Linked DNA regions of Mus musculus: regions 2, 3 and 4 are each linked to region 1. The links are chromatin contacts, called in public HiChIP or PLAC-seq and promoter capture Hi-C maps. All regions are on one chromosome and are shown on one strand. The core of a region is the stretch at or near the end of the contact, and the rest is flanking DNA. Distances in the headings are between cores, read along the strand shown.

The links. Promoter capture Hi-C pulls out the DNA fragments that hold promoters and counts their contacts. HiChIP or PLAC-seq counts read pairs in DNA pulled down with a chosen protein or histone mark.
Region 2: a contact with region 1 is called in a promoter capture Hi-C map of hippocampal neurons, with 14 times the contacts expected there. The contact joins the enhancer-like site here to the promoter of Ccng1 in region 1. A contact is called at or near these places in 4 of 39 promoter capture datasets (cranial neural crest, hippocampal neurons, liver and 1 more) and 2 of 115 datasets of contacts at active chromatin or transcription factors (astrocytes and forebrain).
Region 3: a contact with region 1 is called in an H3K27ac HiChIP or PLAC-seq map of neural progenitor cells, with 9 times the contacts expected there. The contact joins the promoter of Gabrb2 here to the promoter of Ccng1 in region 1. A contact is called at or near these places in 8 of 39 promoter capture datasets (the C10 cell line, cranial neural crest, embryonic stem cells and 5 more), 1 of 484 Hi-C or Micro-C datasets (pre-hematopoietic stem cells), 4 of 115 datasets of contacts at active chromatin or transcription factors (astrocytes, embryonic forebrain, neural progenitor cells and 1 more) and 1 of 9 other capture datasets (embryonic stem cells).
Region 4: an H3K27ac HiChIP or PLAC-seq map of embryonic stem cells shows a contact between it and region 1, with 7 times the contacts expected there. The contact joins the enhancer-like site here to the promoter of Ccng1 in region 1. A contact is called at or near these places in 4 of 39 promoter capture datasets (cranial neural crest, embryonic stem cells, frontonasal cranial neural crest and 1 more), 4 of 115 datasets of contacts at active chromatin or transcription factors (all in embryonic stem cells) and 1 of 9 other capture datasets (embryonic stem cells).

The regions. Positions count from the first base shown.
Region 1 is chr11:40,753,159-40,757,752 of GRCm38.p6, reverse strand. Ccng1 (cyclin G1) reads left to right here and starts at 2,467. Exons shown (of 6, transcript NM_009831.2): 1 at 2,467-2,752; 2 at 3,685-3,945. The coding sequence starts at 3,685.
Region 2 is chr11:42,606,987-42,611,580 of GRCm38.p6, reverse strand. The region is part of intron 8 of Gabrb2 (gamma-aminobutyric acid (GABA) A receptor, subunit beta 2); the gene reads right to left. Among named protein-coding and RNA genes, the nearest start is that of Gm34591, 190 kb to the right of the region's middle. Within about 2 kb of position 2,275, at least 17 of the 459 cell types and tissues checked have an H3K27ac peak or open chromatin away from gene starts, as enhancers often do. A contact at or near this core is called in hippocampal neurons, where this site is marked.
Region 3 is chr11:42,418,233-42,422,826 of GRCm38.p6, reverse strand. It overlaps Gabrb2 (gamma-aminobutyric acid (GABA) A receptor, subunit beta 2), which reads right to left and starts at 2,053. Exons shown (of 9, transcript NM_001362647.2): 1 at 1,401-2,053; 2 at 1,184-1,275; 3 at 179-246. The coding sequence starts at 1,477. Gm34591 (a long non-coding RNA gene) reads left to right here and starts at 1,612. Exons shown (of 3, transcript XR_388590.4): 1 at 1,612-1,791.
Region 4 is chr11:42,107,886-42,112,479 of GRCm38.p6, reverse strand. No RefSeq gene overlaps it. Among named protein-coding and RNA genes, the nearest start is that of Gabra1, 73 kb to the left of the region's middle. Within about 2 kb of position 2,144, at least 5 of the 459 cell types and tissues checked have an H3K27ac peak or open chromatin away from gene starts, as enhancers often do. A contact at or near this core is called in embryonic stem cells, where this site is marked.

The DNA.
Region 1 (4,594 bases), core at 1,218-3,717:
AAGGCTTTCAGAGCTGAAGGGGCATGGTGCCATCAAACGCTATCTTCTGGACATGACATGTCCATTGCAGTCAGAAAGTTACAGTATTTGTGACTGTGTTCATAAGACCAGAACACACACACACACACACACACACACGCGACAGCAGAGGCCAGAAAGACAGCTCCAAAGTTTAGAGCACCCGGGTTGCAACTGCAGAGCTCTAACATTCTCCTCCCCATTTCCTAGGGCATTGCACAAACACCCATACATACACACAAATATATAAATAATTAAAAATGAAAGTAAAGTGTATTTTAATTGAAATAGAAAAGGAGAAATAAGCAAAGACTGCCTATTATATTTGTTTCTTAAACGTGTCAGTAAAATAATTTTCATATAAAGAATTGAGAATTAAAAAAGAAAACACAGGATCCTAAGAGAAAATATTTTTTAACACATAATGTACTGCCAACAAATTCTCAACAGGAATTTTAAACATAAGACGTAGAAGGTAACAAAAGTCATTTGAAAATTCTTATTAGCATTAACACTCTTTAAGCTTCCTTCAAAGTTAAGAAAACCGATAAAAGAATAAACAGAACCAACTATTTACATAAAGCACTTAAGAACACAGTTAATCATAAAAGGCTACCATTTACCACATGCTTCCCAGCACTTAATCTTCCCACTTATATAGGATTAAGACATTTCTCCTGCCTATTTTTGAGCAGCCAAGATAGAAACCCAAATTGAAAAAAAAAAAAAAATGGGAGGAGAGAGATGGCTCACTAGAGCATGTCTTAAGTTGGGATTTTATTGCTGTGAACAGACACAATCATCACAGCAGCTGTTATAAAGGAAAACATTTCACTGGGGCTGGCTTACAGTTTCAGAGGTTTAGTCCATTATTGTCATGGCAGGAAGCGTGGCAGGCAGACATGGTTCTGGAGAAGGAGCTGAGAGCTCTGCCTCTGGATTCACAGGCAGCAGGAAGAGCAAATGAGCCAGTAGGTCTGATTTTGAGCTTCAGAGATCTCAAAGCCAATTGCTACTGAAGCACTTTCTCCGACAAAGCCACACCTTCTAATAGTGCCACTCTCTATGAACTTATGGGGGCTATTTTTATTCACACCACCACAGAGCACTTATAAATTACTGGTTTTGTAGATTTACAGAACCAGGGATCCAAATGAATACTGTTCCTTGGTCAACTCACAGCTAACTGCCTGAAATGCCAGATCCAACATCTCTGGTCTCTGAGGGTAGCCACATTCCTGTGCCATACATTCCCCACTTCACCAACACCCCCAGATATAATTTTAAAATCTAAAACTTTTTTTTTAATTAAAGAGAAAAGGCCAGGCATGATGGTGCATGTTTTTAATCCCAGCACTAGGAGAGTCAGAGGCAGGTGGATCTCTAAGTTCAAGACCAGCCTAGTTTACATAGCTAAGGAGTTCCAGGACAGCTTGGACTACATAAAGACCCTGTCTCAAATAAAACATCACTTGTATCTAGTTAATGACCGTTATGGACGGCCAGCCGGCTTGGCTCTTTCTTATTTTCATGAGATGTACTGGAATGGACAAAATCCTGAACACCACCGTCACCACCCCAACTCCTCACCCTCACCCCCACTGCAGCCATGCGAGCTGAGAACCTACTCTCTGTGCATTGCTCCTGAGGACATGCCCTTCCCCGCTACCCCCGAAAGGAGTCCAGCAAGAGTTCAGGATAATTATTTTTCCGTTAACCTGGTAGAGAAGAGGCTTATAGAGATTAATTTTGTAAGAATAATGTTCCTTCACACCCTATTCTGAAGCCTGAGATTCGGCTCACTGCAGATGGGGTTTTCCAGGCACTGTTCTTTGCTGTTTTCTGCCAGACATATGGCATTTTAAGTCACTGATGATAGTATGAGGGTGCTACAAGAACAAATTCAGAAAATTAGCAGAGGACCAAGAAACTACATACTCTGACATCATTGTAACATCTGAGAAGTTTTGCAAGAAACAAAATAAGATAACGATGAACTGATTCCTAAAACTCAGAGAGAACACTCTAGAGAAGCCTATAGAGAACACTATAGAGAAGCCTACCATCTCATTATCTGTAAAGAGAACGAAAGCATTTTTTTTTTTTAACTTGCCATTGTGTTTTTAGAAAGAGGGGACTGAGCTGCAGTGAACAACAACAAAAGGAAAAAAGCAAAAACCAAAACAATGCAAAACAAAAACCCTCACAGTACATTCTGGTCCGCTACCCAGACCAATCTGGCTAATAGAGGCCAGACCTGCCCGGGCAAGCCTTGGCACTGAACACTCAGTTCCGCAGCTTAAGGAAGGACAGTTCGGAAATGCTCCAATGAGAGAGGCTGCGAGAGTCGGGCGTGGCTCGAAAGGGGAGGAGAATTGAAGTCTGGACAACGGGAAGTGTGCGCTGATTGGCCGAGCTTCCTCAGAGACCATCCATCAAAAGAACCACACCAATCAGCGACGTAGATGCGTCCCAGCTAGAGAGCCAGGTCTCCAGCTTGTTCCCCCACTGCCCGGCGCAGTCCTTCGCTGCGCGCTGACCCCGAGGAAGGCAGTACTTGGTCAGGGCGCTGAGGGACCCTCCACCGGGACGCCGGCCCCTCCCCGGGCCTCTGCTCACTTGACCCCCACTCCCTAGTCCGTCCCCTTAGTAGGCCTGTCGGATCGGGGACGTGGGGCGAGCTGAGAGCAGGCCCGGGGTGGGTGGTCACCGTGGTGAAGACGTGGCTGTCAAGGTGAGAGGGGACTATGGGGTGGATCTCAGAACCCTGCACTCCGGAACGCAAGCCCGGGCTAGTCTGCGCCTAGAGAGAGGCGCAGCGGGAGCGGTATTCCTATGTCATGCCTCCCAGTCCCAACCTGCACCCCTGAACTGAGTTAGTGGTTCCTCACCAAGACGACCTTCCTGTCACATCTTTAAACTGCCCAGGGAAGAATCGTCCTCTGTATCCAGGGCTTAGGTTGTGCCCAGGACTCAGAGGAAGTGTAATGCATACTTCCACCAATGCAACTCCCCAGCTTCACCTAACTTTTTCTTTTGGTTTTTAAATGGCGTTAGACTATTCGGAGCACTGAGTGCTAAGCACCGTGCCACACTGAGTCATATCGTGTGTTATTCACAGCCACTCCAAGAAACAGATGTTGTCACCCTCATTTCACAGGTGTAAAAATAAGCTCATTACCTGGAAATAAATGGGCACCTGTGTGCTAAGCGGTTTGTGTGACTCCTTTTAAGCTACCCAATCTATGAGCTATGAGATTGTAGGTAATAATCGTATTTCTACTTCATAGGTAAGGAACTAAGGTTCACGTTGTTAACATATATGGCAGAGTATGTACTATCATTTGACTTTTAGTTTGGGTGTATCATGTGGGGCAGTATCTATTTGTGGCATGTACTGACAATGAAGAAGTCTTTGCTTAAGTAGAGAAAAAAAATTTTTAAGCCATAGTTTATGTCCTATACAAACTCACAATTTAGGAATGTGACCTACTGGGAGAAGGTAAAAATACTTACAGACCTTGGCTTTGCAGTGTCTTCGTCTTAGACGTAATGGAAATGGGGTGGGGGGTGGAGGGGGCATGCACTATAAAGCACTTTTTGCCACAATGCAGAGATAGCCAGGCAGGGTTCTTATGCTCTTTTCTGGGTTTGTTCTATTTATAGATGATAGAAGTACTGACAACTGACTCTCAGAAACTGCTACACCAGCTGAACACCCTGTTGGAACAGGAGTCTAGATGTCAGCCAAAGGTCTGCGGCTTGAAACTAATTGAGTCGGCCCATGATAATGGCCTCAGAATGACTGCAAGATTACGGGACTTTGAAGTAAAAGATCTACTTAGTCTAACTCAGTTCTTTGGCTTTGACACGGAGACATTTTCCCTAGCTGTGAATTTACTGGACAGATTCTTGTCTAAAATGAAGGTATGTTTATGTTACAATATCTCAGCTCTTAATTTCGCTCCATGTGTTTAAGAGATCAAATTGCAGAGGGCTGGAGAAATGGCTCAGTAGCTAGGAGTGCATGTTGGTCTTCCAGAAAATCTAAATTAAGTTCCAACAGCTAGGTGGGCAGTTGAAATCTGAGGCCCTCTTCTAGCCTCCTCTGGCACATGCACAAATGTACCAAACACACTCACACACACATCAAATTAATAAAAAGGAAAAAAAGCCATCAAATTTCTGGATTAGGGCTGGTATACAAAAACCACTTTCAAATGTGGCAATGCTTCCTTTCCATAATGAAGACTTGTAAAACATCACTTATTAGTTGTATACTGAAGTAGAAAGTAATTTAACATCAAGCCATTAATTGTAGTACTCCAGTAGCGGGAAAGCTGGCTCTATGTAACAAACTGTCTTGAGCCAGCAAAGTAGCTGAACACAGAGAGTACTTGTTACACAGGCCTCAGAGAGTCAAGTCTGAGTGCTGTCCCTGGAACACTTAAGTGAAGAGAATGAACCAAGTCCCCAAATCTGTCCTCTGACCTTCACACATACACTAGGGCAGACACACGCCCTCCTAGCTAACTCTCCCTTACACAGAGGAATAATCAAAATAAAATTAAGGGCC
Region 2 (4,594 bases), core at 1,026-3,525, 1.9 Mb before region 1:
AAGTAGGACTGCTGAGGGAGGCAGGAAACCATCGCGAGGATGTAAAGGATGGAAAAGGAAGTTGGGAAGGAGTACCAACAGGATCCAAAGCATCTATGAAACAACATCATGAAACCCACTGCTTTGGGCATGAATTTCAGAAGAACTAATACAATATAAAATGAGTGAGTTGTATTTTGAGGCTATTTTAGAACTGATTTAGAGAATTTAAGAAATATTATACTTTGGATCATTACTATCCTTCAAAGGCCCACATATTAAAGGCTTAGAATGAAGCCTGTGATGCTATTGTGAAAGAATGGAATGGTTAGGAGGTATGGCACTCTAGGAGGTTCTAGGGGATTGTGGGTGTGTTCATGAAGGGAATGTTGATGCCTTGGTGAAGTGTTTCTCAACTAGTGACTCACAACTCCTCTGGAGGTAGGACAACCTTTTCACAGGGGTGCCCTTAAGACCATCTAAAAACAGATATTTGCATTATTATTCATAGTGACACGTAATGCATATAATTACAGTTATGACATAGCAAAGAAGGTAATTTTATGGTTGGGGGTCACCACAGCATGAGGAATTGTATTGAAGGGTCAAGGCATTAGGAAGGTTGAAAACCACTGCCTTAGTGCCCCTGTCTATTTATAGCTTTTAAAACATTCAGACAATGCCAAGTTGCCCTGAGCATGATGCAGATGTGTTCCTCCTGGCAATGGGAGCAAGGATGTGTGGATTAAAACTGGAAAGCAAATAAACCTTTTGGTCCTTTTACATTGATTTGTTTGCGATTAGACTTTACAGCAGTGGAAAGCTCACTAACACAGGAGATCCACCAGCCTGTCTGGCATGTGATTAGGCAATAACAAACGGTCATCATTTCTAAGGCACTAATAACTTGCAGTATCTACAACCCACAGAAAAGGTTCAGAGTTACAGATTCGCTTAGTCAGACACTGCTCTGCTCTTAAAATGTTTTCTCGGTAGTGTTTAGTAGAGATCTCAGATCTATACTTCCTCTCCAACAGAGTAGCAGTGACTTCCTGTCCCCATGGTGAAGCTGATGGCTTTAAACCAAACTTGTTACTCCTCCCCTTCCCCTTGGCAGTGATTGGTGCTGCAATTGAAAAGACAGAGTGGTCTATAGAAAGGAAGATTCCTTCCTAGTAGGCTCCTGCATACAAAGGAAATGCCCCTTTCTCTTTCTGGGCAAGAAAGAGGAAATAGGTAATCTTTTTGCTAACCTGGAAGTTAACGTCAGAACAAAGTATCATTTCTAAGTAAGATTTGGTATTGTCTGTCCTGATATCTTCCTTTCTCTTGTTTTATTCCCATTAAGCAGTGATAGAAAACCAGAAGAATTTCATTATAATAATTAACAGCCTCTTCAGATAAAATTTGACCCATAATTTGGTAAGAGTGTATATGTGCATGTGTGTTCACCTTTCTCTCTCTCTCTCTCTCTCTCTCTCTCTCTCTCTCTCTCTCTCTCTCTCTCTCTCTCTATCTCTCTCTCTCTGTGTGTGTGTGTGTGTGTGTTTGTGGTTGTTTATTTGAGACAAGTCATTACTCTGTAGCCCAGGCTGGCCTAGGATTCACTATGTAAGGTTCCTGCTATCAACTTCCCGATATCCTTCTGACTCAGTTTCCTGAGTGCTGGGATTACATCGTACAAGGCTAAAAGTAGTAATCTTTTCAGGAAAATTCAATGATGCCTCACATTTTAAATAAAATTTTCCTGAATATATTTAAGTCACTTAAACAAATTCAGTGTATATTCAGATCTTTTAGCTTGCTACTTTCTACAACATCAAAGTGAACTTGAAAGGTTAGGTGTGCCATGTCTGTTATTTTCACAAACAAGACAACTAAAGACAAGTGAGGCTCTTTAGTGAAAGTCTCAGAGTTGTTTCAGAGACTTAGCTACACAAAGTCCTCTGGCTTTATGAATCCAAATTAGATTCTGTGACTGGTTCCGACAGTTATAGAAGTGAGAGGAAAGTTATTTTAAAACAGCTTCACATGCAATCTGTGATTAAAATGTGCAACTCAGAGCGAGATAGAAAAAAGATAATCTAAGCATGCATTCTACTTTATATAGCCCTAGCTCAATAACTTACTAGCTTCTGTGGGATCCTGAATAAATCCCTGGAATCTCTGGGCTTTAGCTTCTGTACATTACATGAGAGAATTATTAGAGGTGATGTCGCCTATTCTTAAGTTTATGCTAGGCACTGGTAATAGACCAGCTGGTCCTGGACTCAATTGCAGCATCCTCAATGTAGCTCTCAAGGCAACAGCCATGAGTCATGCAGAGTTGATATCCAGAGGGCTCACTTGCATTCCCTCAGCTAGATCCTTGCTTTTTCCTATGAACCATAGATCAGTTGCTTTGGCATTGCTGGAAAGTGTGTGTGGAGATTACAGAATCTCAAATCTTAAGACACAACAGACTAAGAGTTTGTACTCTAGCAGTGTCCTTAGGCTACATGAATGCATATTAGACATTGAGATAAAATGGGATAAATCATCTAGCCCTAACCATGCTACTTGACCTTCTAAAAGTCGCTGATATCTGGTTGTTGTTTTAAAAAGTCAACTTTGGAATTATGCATGCATACATATGCTATTCCTGACTCAAGCATGTGGGTTCCTCATAAGCGAGGTTCTGAATAGAGCCTCCAGGAAAAAGGGAGCTGCAGAGGGAGCTATAAACTCTACAGCAGCCACGAATTTCTTACTCAGCTGTGGTCTAATGACTTTTGAGCATTTGGCCAATTACATGGTGAATTACCCTAGTGAACACTTGTCAAATGCACCCTCTACTCTGCCTCCTAAGGTCTCTCTCCTTAGAACTAATGTTAATCTGACACAACCTTGTCAAATATCCCTGTGCTAGTTCTAACACCCAATTTCCCCTAGCTTGGGCGTTTGAAGATGATGGCAGACAGTGCATGTTGCTAAACTTTAAAACACAGAGCAAAGAAATGAACGAAAAAAATATAAATTTAGAATATATGGCAGAACACTGTGCTCAAGTGATGTCCTGATATTTCCCCAAAGGAGAAATTCCTGTCTGTATTCTTGGTCAAATTTTGAAATCTTTCAAATCAAAAGAACCCAGGTTCAAATGACATGTTAGTCTCTTATGTTATGAATTATCAAATGAGTTTCTTGGATCAAAACTGTATTTTCTGGGACTAAAGGGTTTGTAGAGCAAGTGTACAAGCTTATGTTTTTGTGGTCATGTGAATTTTGGGGGGAGTTTGCTAAAATTTACCTTGTCAGGCAATCAGAAATTCTGACCTAATAAGCTAGAAGTAGAGCTAAGAGTTACTTATTAGCATACTGGTGATTAAAATGTTGTTTCCTAAAGATGACCCTCTATGTAGTTGTGTTTTGGGGCACTGGATAACAGAAAATGATTCAAGTAGAAGTCAGTTTGACTGACTTCTGAGTTTGCACACTCTTGGTGAGTATTAGCTTTTAAGAGATATCAATATTTGAGACTCTGATAATTTGAGCATTTCTACAGAGTGGTCCAAGCTGAGGGTAGAATGGTTTCTATTCAGTCAGAATGCTGTCCTGTGTAGTCACTTCTGTCAGAGGCATTTTTTTTTTACTTTGATAAAGAGTTTAAGATGCCATGCAGATAAAATTATTATGCACTTTTAACTCATAGACTAGAAGACAGTGCTATGAAGGGGGTAATCTAATTGTTGTGTGACCTTGGGCTGGTCACTTCTGTTTATGGATTAGTCTTTATGCTAATAATGACAAGATCCTTCAGCTGTCTCCCTAGAGTGAAATGCTGTTCTTACATGCTTGGTACATTCAGCCAAGTTGGACAAAGGAGCAACTTAATTTTTCATTTTCTTTTTAGAATTAAAATTTACATTTTGCTCTGTAATATTTTTCATGAGCATATATCTGAATGCTGCATCTCCTTCCTGTGAAATTGAATGGCACACATTATCTGTGTACTCAATGAACTCATGTAGAGTACATTCTGAGTTCCAGTGCTATTAGAATCATCTTACAGGAGCCATCGGGAAAGCTCAGTAGACCCAATGAGAGCACTGAGTTCAAAAGCAAATCTTTAACACCATAAAACATTCTCAACTTTGTTCTCCTGTTCTTCCACAAAGTCACAGTGACCACTTGCAAACACCAACTGCTCTTCCAAGAACTTTCTACCCAGTATAATTCTCAAGATCACAGTCTCACAGTAGAGCTATAAGGCTTTCAGTGCCAGTGGGGTTTTGAAGCACTCCCAGCTTCCACTCCATGCACACACTGCAAAATTCAAGTCTTGGGGCTTGAGCTTATGGGCTGTCTCCAATCCAAGATGAAGCTATATTCATCAATCTAGAACTCTCTGTGCCTTTAAGCCATCAAAATAGAGAATGCCATTCTCTAGGAGCAATCATTTGGTAAATATTTAGTGAACAATCATCACATTCATGATGCTTTCTCCAAATCTGTATTCTTTGTGAGAGATTCCATGCTAGCCTGAGAAAGGCTATTAGGAGATGAACAAAGTGTAGCTGAGAGCTTGTTATTGGGGAATAAAACTCATGTGTTTGGTTTCAGTAGGCTGGTTTCT
Region 3 (4,594 bases), core at 804-3,303, 1.7 Mb before region 1:
AAGTGCAAAAAACCAGCAGTTGTTTTGTAATTACACATGCCATGAATTCCAGAGCAATATACTATTCTCCTGTCCCCACATTATACACATATTCAAACATACTCCACCCCCCCCAGCAACTGCACAGCCCCCACACAGTCCCCATTATAGAGACGTATCTATGAGCATTAATACTCACCATATTGACCTCAGAAACCATATCAATGCTGGCAATATCAATGTTCATTCCTACGGCCACAGGGGGACCTGCAAACCAAGATGGTCAGCCATGTGACTTCTCAGAACTTAGTCATTCATACGAAGAGTTGTCACTGGGAACTCTAAAGAAACCCCCTCTGTAGAGCTAATCCATATATTCATTACTTTCCCATATCTTTGCAGTATGAATGTGGGGATACTCTTCTAGGAATATGCACACATGTGCTGGTCAGACAATGTTGCCAGCTCTGTCTACACATGTTGATGTCTCAGCATGTGAATTCCTACAACTCACAGAGCCCTAGGGATTCGTGTAGATTGCATTGAAACCCCCTCTTTTTTTCCCCACCCACTTCTGTGTGTAGGTTTTAACTCTTTAATTCCATTAAGAGTCTGAGCAAAATTAAATGGCCACACTAGCATATCTGGGGCTCCAGGGAGAGATGCCCCTTTTTCCTCTGCTATCTTTATTCTCAATTCCCCAGAACCCCTTCTCCCCTATGCCATTCGCATATAGGGCTGGGTGGAATCCCGACATGAGCCACTTTAAACCATGGCCAGAACTCTTCTAAAGTAGATGGGCACAGAGAGTTGAAGCCACCTCTCAGCCAACCGCCTGCACACTGTGTCCTCAAAAATACTCACATTATAAGACATCCCCGGCTGGGCACACTGTTAACTAAACTTAAGAGGTTTGTATCTCAAGAAACCTCAGACTGGGAACAAAGATGTATCACGGTGAAGGAGAACGAGAGCGGTTACAAAGTCTGGTCACACTCTAAGGGGGTCTTCTTGAAAGACCTCTCAAGTGCTGGACAGAAACTGGCTTAAGTTTGGATCTGTTTCTCAGCAAGGTAAAATAGGAAAACATTCTATACATCACATGCGCCCACAACTAAGGAGAGGAAAGAGAGTGCACACAAAGCCCAAAAGACAGCTTGGGCTGGAGCTGGGCTGTTTCTTATTTGCAAGGCAATCCCATTACCTCCAAAATCTGGTCTCAGACGAATGTCATAGCCTTTCAACAGTCTGTCCACCGTCTCTTTAACCAGCGACATATTACTAGGGTCATTGACACTAAAGAAAAAAATGACAATAACCAGGAATGAATAAAGAAGACAGCACGGCATCTTCAACAGCCCTGCTCACAGAGAGGTATGCAGACAGAGCCCTGACAAGTGAGAAAGGAAAGGGACACTTACCTCTGAGCACAGACAGCGGCGATTATTAAGGGAAATGACCAAATCCCAAAGTAGCCCCTTTTCCGGACTCTCCACATCCCTTTAGGTTCTGGTGGGATTGAGGGATTCACTGAAGAGAGGAGATCCAACTTAGTCTGCCCAGTGCAGTAATTCTAATGTGGAGCGCATGCGCACGGCGTACCAAAACATCAAAGGGGCAGCGGCGGCTGCCGGGGACCGAGATTTCCTTGTTTAAAAAAATTAAAGGGGAAAAAGGAAAAGAAGCATATATATGTGTAATATGTACATGTTTGAATAATATTAAACTACTACCCCAGAAATGCATCCAGAGTAAAATCTTCGTTGGTTTTTTTTCTTTCTTTCTTTAAGACAAAAGCAACCAGAGCGTCTGGTAAGTTTCTGTTCTAGGAGGTAGTTGCACCTCACGACGTGGTGGGATTTTAGAGAGAGGGAGAGAGAGAGAGAGAGAGAGAGTGTGTGTGTGTGTCCCCTTAAATATTAAAAAGAAAAATAGGAGTAGGGTGTAGGGAGGAAGATTGGTTCCTGAAACCCTTCTCCTCCCGGTCTAAGCCAGTTGAAAGGGGCAAGGAGTTGAACTTTATTTCCTTAAGAATAGCAATCCCCTGCCTGGGACAAGCGGAGGAGGTGGGGGTGGGGTGGGAGCGCTAGGGGTGGGGAGGGGAGCAGTGGGAACCAGAGTCCGAGGAGGAGAAAAAAAACCAATGGGAGGAGTGCTGAGCAAACGTTGGATTTTGAGCGAGGGGGGGTGGGGGTGGGGAGTGGACTGTGAATATGAAAGAATCGGAATGGCTTTGAGAAGAAAGGGGAAGGATACAGGAATCCAAAGATGCTCGTTTTTCCTGGGAGTCAAGGGGCGAGCTTTTTCTTCACTACTCACGAGTGATTTCTTTCTCTTCCTCCTGCTCCCCCTTTGCCCCCTGTTCCCTGGGAAGAAAACCTCGGGGTCCTGGTTTCTGGCGCTGTGACGCTCCTGACCCGCTAGTCCAGCTATTTATAGCAGGAGGGGGAGGGGGCGAGGGGAGCAGTCAGGCAAAGGCTTCTCTGGGTTTGGGTCTGACTCTGCACTAGGAAATTATAAGTGGTCAGGATGAGGTGTGTGTGTGTGACTGAAGAACAAAAGAAGTGGGGGCGTGAGGGACAGAGGGTGACAGGCGTTCCAGCACAGGTGCGGGGCCAAAAGGCATCCAGTGCGAGGGCGGGTTGCGGGGTGGGATGCGCTCCTCTGGCCCCCCACGCCTCGCGGACGCACGCGCACCGCGCGCGCGCGCGCGCGCACACACACACACACACACACACACACACACACACACACACACACAGACACACACGAGACACGTGCATTCACAGTCCTTGCCACCCACCACTCCTTACCTCACCAGCAGGAGCTCGCCGCCCACTACTGTGGCCCAACGGAGCTGCACCACTGCCGCTCTGCTCTGGACAGTTGAAGCTGCACCTCTGCGTCCAAACCCAGTGGTTCACAGAAGACAGGCACAATGAAGGAACCCCGAGACCGTTTGAGCCACCAAATCACCTATCTACACACCACAATTTTCCCTCATCCCTTTCCTAGCCCAAGGGGACCCAAGGCTGCCCCCTTCCCTCCAGCTCCAGGCTCAACACGGACACCAGATCCAGACTCATTTCATAGGAAAAATCATTTCCTCTGCTTGGGGCTCGCTGGAGGAGGGGAGGAGTTGCGGGGGGGGGGGGGGGAAGAGGATGCCGAGAGCACCGGGACTGGGATGCCCTAGAGTCGTGTTCCTCGTTTTATCCTGAAGACAGGGAGGGAGTACAGCAGGTGCATCAACTACCCTGGCACTCTTTGATGAAGAGGTAGAAAGGCAGAACTCAACACTGGGTCCTGGACCCCAGTATCCAACCTAAATCTACTACTGAGCCTTGTCATTTACCGAGAGTCCCTACCATGTGCAGAAAGCCGCGCTTAAAGCAATATTAGCTCAAAGTTGACTCCTTAGTGACCCCATTTTACGGGTTTAGAAACTAGCACATCGATCGGAGGAACATGTCCAAGGTCATTTCTGTGGAGAAGGGTGGAAAGTGAGTTGTGCTTATAAAGCAGTGTTTCTAACCCTTAGACTAGACTACCTCAACTCTTAAAGTTCAGAACCTCACACTCTGCTAGCTCTCTGCTGCCACGCGGGGGACCTCCAAGCGCCCACTGCGCCTGTGGGATGGGAAAGCTCACAGATTACAACAGACTGGTGGTCCAGCAGGTCTCTCTGGTGAGAGCAGAGACCAGATCCCCAGGGATCGCAGCTAGCTTGGTGCTACAAGATTCCAACTGAAGGCTTTTTAGTCTCCACTGTGACCACGTTCAGCTTCCCCTTTTGACCCACATAGTACAAGACACCCCTACCCCCACTTCCATCCCCTTGCGCGCATCTCAGGAAATTAAGAGTTATTATTCTGGGGCAGTTTAGAGAGGTGACTCCAAGGGAACTGTGGAGAAGGGATGGTTGCCAGCAGGAATCTGATAGTTTCCCTAGGGCAGAAGACAAACCAAAGGGAAATAATCTGGGGAAGTTTCTAGGTTAAAGACAGGTAAAACATAGCACCATAAACACAGAGCAGATGCATCACTGCAGGACTATCTGCAAGGCTGGAGGCTTACATGAGAATGCGCGCGCACACACACGCACACAAACACACACACACACGCACACGCACACACACACACACGCACACGCGCACACACACACACACACACACACACACACACACACACACACACTCACGCACGCGCACGCACGCACACGCGCACACACGCACACACACGCACACACTGGTGTGGGGCAGAGGCACCTTTTGCTGACTTCCTTTTCTTTGCTCTTACAGTAATAGTAACATTCAAGACCAATGTAATGAAAAGAGAAAAATATGTTTCAATAACCAAAAGATTCCCAAAGTAGTTAGCCAATAATTTGATCAAGTCTTAGAAAATTCCTTTATCTCCAAAAAAACATCTCCAAATACAGACTTCTTTCTATTAATTAATCCTCTTATCCATCCATCACGTTCAGGAAGGTTTTCTAGTTTGGGCTGAAAGTATGAAATTCAGGAAACAAAATAAATCACAAAATTCTCTCACATCCATCCAAAATAATAATAGTAATGCATTAAATGATTAAATAAGTGCATATTGAAAATCT
Region 4 (4,594 bases), core at 895-3,394, 1.4 Mb before region 1:
CTCAGAATCATGAAAAATCAAAAAATTCACAATAGCTAAAACAGCTGTGAACAGTAAAAAGAACTTCTTAAAGAAAATGAAATTTTGTATCTTGTGATTCATGTAAAAAAAGTTGTCTATGAGCCCCCGACCTGGGGCCAAGAACAAAGCAGAACAGACAGGGCTGTTGTTAAGACATTCCTAAGAACAGCTTGATTGTACAAGCAGGGCTATCTTGTCTGGGTCAACACCACCTGGCCAGAACCTCCCCTCTGTCTACTGCCCCTTGACACTGGGTAAAGTCATACATCAACTGGTTGCTATGTGAACAAAGATAAGCCGCCAGCCCACAGGAACAAAGTCCTAATGCCCTGTAATCTTTCTGTTAATGTTTGAATAAGCCAATAGTGTGTCGCTATGCTGAATTCCACACCCCTAAGCCCCTTACCCCTTAAAAACCCCTAGCTTTTGAGCCTCGTGGCCAACATCCATTATCTCCTGTGTGAGATGCATGTCGGTCCGGAGCTCTGTCATTAAACGACCTCATGTAATTACAGCAAGATGGGTCCTCGTGTTCCTTTGGGTGCTCTCTCACTCCCGAGACTAGAGTAGGGGTCCCTGAAAGGGGGTCTTACACTTCTAGACATATCACCATCTCATATTTCAAGTTGCACTACAGATCTATAGAAATAAGAACAAAACAAAGCAAAGCAAAAGCCACTACGTATTGGCATAAAAACAGACATGTTAATCAGTGGAATCAAATTGAAGACCCTGACATAAATCCACATTACTATGGAGACCTGAGTTTTGCTAAAGAAGCCAGAAATACCCAGTGGAGAAAAGAAAGCATCTTCAACAAACAGTGCTGGTTTTACTGGATATCTGCATGTAGAAGAATGCAAATAGAGGCATATCTATCATCTTGCATAAAAGTCAAGTCCAAGTAGATAAAACAGTTCAACATAAAACCAGGCACAATGAACCTGGTAAAAGAGAAATTGGGGAATAATCTTGAACACTTTTCACCAGAGCCACCATTCTGAACAGAATACCAATAGCACAGGCACTAAGACCAATTATTAATAAATGAGACCTCATGAAAATGAAAGGCTTCTGTCAATTCGACAAAATGACAGCTATAAAATGGAACAAGATTTTACTAACTTTACATCTGATAGAGGTCTAATATCCAAAATATATAAAGAACTCAAGAAATGAAAATTTAAAAAAATAATAATCTAATCCAAAAAATGAGTACAGGTCTAAACAGAGAATTCTCAATAAAGAAATCTCAAATATCTGAAAAACACTTTAAAGCAATGTACAACAAACATCCTTTGCCATCAGGGAAATATAAATCCAAATTACCTTGAGATTTCATCTTATACCTTCCAGGATGGCTAATATCTATGATATAAGTGACATCTTCTGCTGGTGAGGATGTAGAGCAAGGGGAACACTCCTCCATTGCTGGTGGGAGTGAAAACTTGTACAACCACTATGGAAACCAATATGACTGTTTCTCAGAAAACCAGAAATCAATTTACCTCAAGATCAAGTTAAACTAATCTTGGGTCGTATACCCAAAGGATGTATCTTACTACAAAGACATGTGTTTAGCTATGTTCAGTGAGGCTTTATTCAGAATAGCTAGAAACTTTAACAACTTAGATGTCCCTCAACTGAAGAATAGAAAAGAAAATGTGACATTTACATGATAAAGTATTACTCAAGTGTTTAAAAACAAGCCATCATGAAATTTGCAGGTAAATAGATGCAACTAGAAAAAAAAAAAAAAACCACTCTGAGGTAACTTAGACACAGAAAGACAAATGTAATATATATTTATTTGTAAGTGGATAATAACTGCTAAATAAATGATTTAAACAAGCTACAATTCATAGATCCAGAGAAGTTAGGTAAAAGGGGTGCTGTAGGAGAAAAATGATGTATCTCTCAGGGAAGACAAAATAGAGTAAAATTTACATGTGGACTGGAAGCTGGTAAAGATGGGAGCAAGGGGGATTGGGTGAGAATAGAGAATGAAGATATGGAGCAGTGGTAGGGAGAGATAGCTGGAATAGGGAAGCAGGAAGACAGTGTAGAAACCGAGTATGCAGGGACCCCACTCCCCAACCCCTAGGCATACCCTGGTGGGAACAGAGTGACATAGTGCTGGGACAGGGTCCAGGTGTGAGAATCCATGAGTTTGGGTGGCTGTTGTGGGCATAAGGCTTGTTTGTATAATAATATAAACCTTTCAGATTTCTTAGAGGAACTAATGTTAATGATTCTATGGGAATTACAAACAGTGTGAGTCCAGGATTCAAGGTGAGGGCTTTGTCTTCTCAAAAGTGTAAAAGCTGAGACCTTCAGAACAGCCCTTAAGGCTATGGAAAAGAGCTCTAAATATATGAGTTCAATATATGTAAATACATATAAATAAATTTTCAATCATGCAAAATATAAGGATGCAATATGAATTATGAGGGGATTCATGAATCTAAAGAAACAAAGGCAGTTGTTCCATGAGCCAGCTTGTTAGAAAGATACAAAGGCAGGCAGATTCCTGAATACAAGGTCAGTGCAGGACAGAGCTAAATTAGGTCCAGGTGTGGTAGAAATGCTAATTTCAGGACAGGGTTCCACCCAACTAATTTACAGTCTGTGTTTAACAAAGGCTAACAGGTCTCTGAATTCTTTTGCATTTGTTGTCTTTTAAGAATCAAAGGGCTGTGTTCACAGGATGCTGATTTGGAATACAATCAGAAGGAAATTAGGAGTAAATTGATATGTGAAATAAAAGCTTAGAACTGTGTTCTGCAGGAGATGAACTATTGAGAGAATATTTTAGAGAGATAAAATGAAAGAACTGCTTGGAGAACTCACACACACACACACACACACACACACACACACACACTTGGATTTACAAGTTGACTTTCATTCATGCTTTCGTGGCTCTCAGACACCCCTTCTCTCAGAACCCCTCTCCATGCTGAGGGTGTTCCTAAGCACAAATGCAGTGGACAATTTCTGGAATCTGTGAGGATGACCCTAATGAGGTCTAGTAATGAAGGTTACAGGTAAGGCTTTGAGTGGTACGACTGGGTTGGTTTCGCTTGAGTTGTTGGCTAAGAGTGTTCTGTGGAGATCACCAAACAATTTAGCCCAATGTTAGCATAGAGAATAGCTTTGGGAAAACTGAAAGTGGGGCTCAATTTCGAGGACAGCATCCACACAGTTCACTGAAAGCAGAGAGGTTGAGCTGGTGCCTGTGAGTAGCTTTCATCCCCACATTCTAGTTTCTTTGCCTCAGAAAAGTACTTGTAGGTTACAGAAAGACAAAACTTAAACAGCAACACAGCCTCAAAACTCTCACCCTAGAAGGACTTGCCTATAAGGTATGCTGGAGCAAGGGTGGCACAGAACTTGTGGAAATGGCCAACCAATGTCCAGTTCATCATAAAGCCCAAACCATGAGAAGAAGCCCATGCCTCATAACACTGCGTTGATGGCCAGGATCTGGAGACTCAATAGTCTAGAGACTAGGGTCTAACAAAATACTTCTGGGGAAAAAAAGACAAAAAAGCAATGAAATGATTTCTAATGATGTTTTGCTATACTCATAGATAGGTGCCTTATCAACTTGTCATCATAGAGGCTTCCTTCAGCAGTAGATGGGAGCCATTGCAGAGTCCCTCAGTCACACATTATGTGGAGGGAAAGTCTAAGTTGGAGGTATCCATCGAGTGGTTCTTCTCTTAGAGGAGTTCCATGTACCTTAGGAAGAAGGGGGAATGGGAGGAAGATGGAGTCAGAGGGAATGGAGGACACCAAGAGAATATGGCCCACTGAATGAGCTAACCAGGATTCATAGGAACTCTCAGAGACTGAAATGACAAGACTGACAAGGCCTGCAATTGTCTGCATCAGGTCATCTGTGTATAAATTATGACAGTTAGCTTGGTGTTTTGTAAGACTCCTAAAAGTGGGAGTAAGTGTAGCTCTGATTCTTTTGCCTGTTCTTGGGACTCTTTTCCAAGAACAACTCCTCTCAGGTTGCCTTTTGCAGCCTTGATATCAATTGAAGACTTTTGTGTATTCTTACTGTATCTTGTGTGCATGTGGGCGTGTGTGTGTGTGTGTGTGTGTGTGTGTGTGTGTGTGTGTTTAAATGTTGACTCTTGGAGGCCTGTTCTTTTCTGAAGGAAAACAGAGGAGAAGTGGATCTGAATGAAAGAGGTTTGGAGGGACAGATTTAAGTGGAATGGAGAGGAGAAAGGAAAAACTATGTTTTGGGTAAATTACATAAGGGATGAATCTATTTTCAATTTAAGATATAAACACATAAATGTCATAAAATATTAGGTAATATTTTTCTAGCTGCCTGTTTTTATATGATCCACGAACCATATTACATGAATTTTAAATCAGAGGGGCTAAAAAAGTTGAGTATGTTGTCACAACCATAAGTTGTTTTATTGTTTTAAAGTCACTCCTTGGTTTAAAAAATCGTGTTGAAAATGCTAGACCGAAAAAAAAAGAAATGTGTACATTTTAGGGTTGATCAACTCATAAGCATTATTAGACAAGCCTTTGCAGACCATGA